2 separate regions of the Anas platyrhynchos genome follow, and region 1 is linked to region 2. A link is a contact called in public Hi-C data. All regions are on one chromosome and are shown on one strand. Each heading gives the region's core, a stretch centred on a gene start, on an enhancer-like site or on the middle of the called end of the contact. The rest is flanking DNA. Distances are from core to core; before and after follow the strand shown.

Region 1 (2,769 bases), core at 149-2,648, 310 kb before region 2:
TTCCAGGGCAGCCCATGGAGGACAGTTGGCTGGCAGAGGATTTCCAAAGCACAAGCACCATTGGGATTTCAGCTGTGGGTGGGTCACAGCCTGGTGACCCCAAACCTCCCCATAATTGCAGCTTCAACAACCTCTGTTCTCATGTCCCCCGACAGTTGGGAATAGAACATGTGAAAATTACCAGGTTTTGCTCACAAAACAGCAGATAGTAGTGTACAGCTGCGAAGAAGCTGCTTTCCCAGGGAAGCCTTTGTACAGGTCTTAGTGACCTGCCAATGACACCAAGCTCTGTGGTGGGGTTGACGTGCTAAAGGGAAGGGATGCCATCCAGAGGGACCTGTACAGGCCTGAGAGGTGGGCCTGTGTGAACCTTGTGAGGTTCAGCGAGTCCAGGTGCAAGGTCCTGTATCTGGGTTGAGGCAATCCCAAGCACAAATATAGGCTGGGTGGAGAATGGATTGAGAGCAGCCCTGACAAGAAGGACTTGGGGGTGTTGGTGGATAAGAAGCTTGACACAGCTGTCAGTGCGCACTTGCAGCCTATAAGGCCAACCGTTATCCTGGGCTGCACCAAGAGCAGCGTGGTGAGGAAGTCGAGAGGGGGGGTTGTCCCCCTCTGCTCTGCTCTCCTGAAACCCCACCTGGAGCCCTGTGTTCAGCTCTGGGGCCCCCAGCACAAGAAGGACATGGAAGTGTTAGAACAAGTCCAGAGAAGGGCCACACGGATGATCAGAGGGGCTGGAGCACCTCTCCTGTGAAGACAGGCTGACAAGTTGGGGTTGTTCAGCCTGGAGAAGGGAAGGCTCTGGGGAGACCTTACAGCGGCCTGCCAGTACCTAAAGGGGGCTACAGGAAAGCTGGGGAGGGACTCCTTGTCAGGGGGTGTAGGGAGAGGACATGGGGGAATGGCTCTTAACTAAAAGAGGGTATGTTCAGATTAGACACTAGGAAGAAATGCTTTATTGTTGTAAGGGCGGTGAGGCCCTGGCCCAGGCTGCCCAGAGAAGCTGTGGGTGCCCCATCCCTGGAGGTGCTCAAGGCCAGGCTGGATGGGGCTTTGGGCAACCTGGGCTGGTGGGAGGTGTCCCTGCCCGTGGCAGGGGGGTGGAACTGGGTGGGCTTTAAGGTCCCTTCCAGTCCAAGCATTTTGTGATTCTATATGAATGATTCTACGACCTGCAGCTACCAGTGGCCGCCAGAATCCCTCTTGCCCCACGCCTAGCAAGCCCACAGAGCCTCAGAAACACAAATGCACCGAGCTGAACCGCGATCACAACCGAGCCACCATATCCCGGTGCTAACCCCGCCTGCTAGGCAGGGACCTGAGGGCGGGGGCAGGACTCGAACCCGCGGCCTCCGACTCTCCAACCTGCGAACCCTGGGCAAACCACGTGACAGCCCCGCCTCCCCCATGACCTGCCAGCACTTCCGTAAACATGCCGGGGGCTGAGTGACAGGCCGCGGCAGCCAATCGGAGTGCGCGGAGCGCGGGGTGTGGGCGGTGACCTCCCTTCGGCCGCCCGCGCGCGCACTGAGGCGCGGGAACCGCTCCCGGTAACTACCGGTGGGGTCGGGCCGCGACAGAGCGCGACATGCCGCGATATAGCGCGATATGGCGCGACAGGGCGCGACGAGGACCATCGGCCTGTGCCGTGGCGGCGGGGGGAGAGGGATGGGCCCCGTTGGGCCCGACCCGGCTCCCGTTGGGGCGCCCCAGCCCCACTGGGGGGGGGACAGGGCCCGGTGGGGACACCGGGGGAGGCCTGAGGTGGCAGGTCCGAGCACTCTGCCTCGGCCAGTGTGGGAGGGGGGGTATACTTAAAGGTTTTTTCAATTTTTTCGGGCTGGGTGGGGGTATTTGTGCTCCTGTGTGTGTTTTGAGGAAGGTGTGCGCTCCTCAGAAGTCCTGAGTGTGGTGTGGTGATGTTTTCTCCGTGTCTCACTAATGGTCTCGTTAAATACTATAATTTTACATGGTAAAATGTGCCAGATCGCCCTCATCCTTTGGGATAAGGTAACAGGTCCGTTGTCTCACCGGTGTGTATCGTGGTGTGTTGTCACAGCTTCCCGATGGAGGCCGCAGCAGGTGTCAGGAGGTACGAAACAAGAAACAAGACGGCCGGGACGGAGCTGTCAGCCAAATCCCGCGTGGACTGGAGGCGCACCAAGAGGGAGCGCCTGCTGTTTGACAGCGATGACGAATCCTCGCTTACCTCCGAGGAGGAAGAGTCCACGGAATCCACCGTGTCAGAGGATGGAGTGGGCGAAAAAGATGAAGCTGTTCTGAAGAATGGCTTTTTGGATCAGGAAGAGAAAATCCACAGCGGGGAAATAACAGATGATGAATGTGTTGTGCCTGGGAAGCGTAAGAGGTTGAACAGCTCGGTACTGCACGACAGCGATGAAAGCGAGGACAGTGATATCCTTGTTAGGAAAGTTTTTGCCAAACGCCACTGTATAATTAATGAAGATGAGAGTTCCCAAGAACAGCAGCCTGATAAAACCTGCCCTACGGAAAATGTTTCTACTAGCAGGAAACAGAAAGTGGTGGCAAAATTGAATGCTCTTGCAAGACAAAGAGCATCTCGGACATCTTCTGCAAGTGAAAATTGGGAGGTCTGAATTTTATCTTTGAGCTTCAGTTCCACCACTAAATGTAGGGGAAGATGGCAATTAATAGATACCAATCAGTAGGATTTTTTAATTTTGTTTTTTATTCATGACAAATCAGTAATCCTATCACATTTCAACAGTTGTCACGTGTTAACTA
Region 2 (2,798 bases), core at 23-2,522:
GGGACTGTGCGCTAGAACGAAGTACTATGTAGGAAAAATGTCTACTCAGGAGTTTGAAAAAGCTCCCCTTTGCTAAAGGCTTTGAATCTTTGTCAGAGCCTTGAATACACCTGTGTGAAGTCATGAAAGTGTGGTACTAACACCTGCATAGCAGTGCAAGGGGGTTTGCCAACACACTAAGAGTAGTGCTAGAAGCCAGAACATACCAGTTATTTTTCCTTTGACCTAGATCTAGGAAGCCATGTAATGATGCCTTATTTAAGAAAGGGCATCTTCTACCCAGAGAAACAGTGGTAGAGGAGCAACCTCCATGACTTAACTTTATAGGACTATGTTTACTTCCATCTTGGCAACTAGATTTTTGCTCATGGTTTACATGGATCATGCCAGGGTATAAATTAAAGCACCTTTGTTCCTGAGGGATGGAGCAGAGCAAGGCTCCCTCGGTGCTTCCTGCAGCTCTTTGTTCTCCAGTGCCTCAGCCACAGCAGGAGGAAGGTGGGGGGATGCCCAGGGGCACACAAACTGCTGGGAGCAGTCATTTCATTTTGCTTGGCTAAGTGTAATTAGCAGCATTTGTGCTTCTGTGCAGGCTCATAGTGGCATATTTAACAGAAAATTGAGTTATTTAACTAATAGAAGCAACCGTATCAACCAAAGAAGCCTTTTTGCCTACACTGCAACTGGTACTTCACACCACTCTGGTAGACTAAACAGCTTAGCTGGTTTCTGAGCCCTAGCATTGAAGTCTTTTTCCTCATAGCACCCTTCAAGAATTAGTGACACCTGACTAAACTTAAGTACAAATTCAGTTTTAATACAAACTTTTATTTTAGAAGTAGTGATGAAAAACATTTGGTGAAACCACACGTGCTCCATTGCTTCTCAGACACAGAAATAAGGGGCTGTAGGTGGTAGGGCTGACACTGTCACAGCACATCTGCAAGGATCTTCATTCACTCCAGGCTGCTTCTCACCTCTGCAAGGAAGGAAATCATGCATGGCTTGGGCTGGGTCCCTGTGCTGCTCATACAACAGGGTCCCACAGTGTGGGCTGCTGCTTAATCTGCTCATCAGCATGCTTTTACTCTTAGCCTTTCTCCCAAGATCAGTATTTTTGAGAGGGTAGAAGAGTGGACAACTCACAGATAAGGAATTGCCTTCCAAAAGCCACATTCCACCTAAGGAATGACTTCCAGCTGCAGTCTATTTCTACCTGCTCTGCTGCAATCAGCATCTCAGTACTCTGAGGGAAATCCACTGCCACCTTCTGACAGAATGACTAACAGCTCGTGTAGCACTACTGCGGTTGTACAGGGTGGGCTGAGTTCATGGCTTAACAGTGCACAGAACCCCCACAAAATAGCTTCTGAAGGACTTGAATTTGCTTTAAGGTTGAAGGGCAGACGTGCTCTTATGTACAATCACTCTAAGACAGCTCATAGCATTATTGTCTATTAGCTAATTGGCTGTGTGTATATGTTGCTTTGTTTTTTTTAAATGAAGGCTGTTTGGTTTCTTTGACACTAATAAAAATAGCTAAATGGATTAAGTTCTTCTTGGGCTCATCTTTTCAGCTCCATGGTTAGCAAAACCAAAAGGTGTAGGCATGTGAACAAGAATAGCACTGACCTTAGCATGTCAAATTCAAATCTTACTCCTCCTTACTCATGCAGCTGGGGTTTGCAAAATGCTCTCCAACTCTGAAATTTAGAATCACAGGGAAACAACTGCTCTTCGGACAAGTTTCTCTTACCCTGTACACACCACTTTTAGCACAGATACAGTACATGGCTGCATAGTGGTACAAAAACATTCCTAGAATTAAAAACCTATTTCTGCAATTTATAGTGCTTTAGCACAGGAACTTCTGTGAAAGAGGAATGTTCACATTTCCTCATGGAACTCACGTTAAGTCCAGCTTCAGCAGGATAATTTGGGATCAACAGCTCAGGGCTTACCCCCTGACACTCCCATTCCCAGTAGGATCAACTCCAACCTCTGCAGTGCACAGTGACTGAGGTACCTATGGAGCCTGAAATACTCCTAAGCCCTAGCTTGTTTAATACAGCCTGAGGTAACGCTGACACCAGCCTTCCTCCAGCCATCCTTTCCAAGGAAAATCAATGATTATAACCTCAGCTACAGATTTCAGGCCCCTCCAGGAAGAATTTCAGCTACCCAGAGCCCATGTCCCCAGCCCCAGTGAAGTTCAGGAGGCTGGCACCAGGTGTAGTAGACAGCTCCTGACTTCTCACAGCTAAAACCTCCTCTGCCTCAGATGCAAGGAGATGACCAGGGTGCATCACCTAGAGATAATTCAACTCAAATTTGAACTCAAATCACTTCCACCAGACTCAGTCTGACCTGCATTGACCCTACAGCCATCTCTGCTTGTTTGGCTACACCAGGGTGGACAACTGACCTCACCTTACCCGCAGTTTGCTTGCTCACACCACCAAGACCACACACTAGAAGGGGCACAGCGCTGCTGCAAACACTCAGCCAGTTCAGAGGAACCGCAGCTTTCCCACACTCCATTCAACAGGCAAGCTGGCTTTATTGTTTTTCAACTGTATAAACAGATGATCTGGGTCTTCCATACATTCCATGAATAGGAAATTCTTTACATTATTAACATAATAAATAACATTCACTCAGCTGTGCAAGTCAGTGCAAAGCGAGTTGCACCACTACCAAAAATCGATAGCTCATTAAAGCACGTTTCAAGTTAAAAGCAAGATGCCAGGACCGAATGGCATGATTGAGGCACTTGCAGTTTAAAACACTCGTGGTTT

Evidence for each region. A called contact is a pair of places that touch in the nucleus more often than the background predicts.
Region 1: a Hi-C map of subcutaneous adipose tissue shows a contact between it and region 2, with 6 times the contacts expected there. The contact joins the promoter of CCDC82 here to the enhancer-like site in region 2. A contact is called at or near these places in 2 of 8 Hi-C or Micro-C datasets (small yellow follicle and subcutaneous adipose tissue).

What each region holds. Positions count from the first base shown.
Region 1 is chr1:195,309,019-195,311,787 of IASCAAS_PekinDuck_T2T, forward strand. CCDC82 (coiled-coil domain containing 82) reads left to right here and starts at 1,399. Exons shown (of 8, transcript XM_072032766.1): 1 at 1,399-1,553; 2 at 2,063-2,615. The coding sequence starts at 2,070.
Region 2 is chr1:195,622,974-195,625,771 of IASCAAS_PekinDuck_T2T, forward strand. It overlaps MTMR2 (myotubularin related protein 2), which reads left to right. Exons shown (of 15, transcript XM_005012851.5): 15 at 1-1,548. CEP57 (centrosomal protein 57) reads right to left here. Exons shown (of 11, transcript XM_027467722.3): 11 at 2,541-2,798. Among named protein-coding and RNA genes, the nearest start is that of CEP57, 17 kb to the right of the region's middle. Within about 2 kb of position 1,273, at least 2 of the 8 cell types and tissues checked have an H3K27ac peak or open chromatin away from gene starts, as enhancers often do. A contact at or near this core is called in subcutaneous adipose tissue, where this site is marked.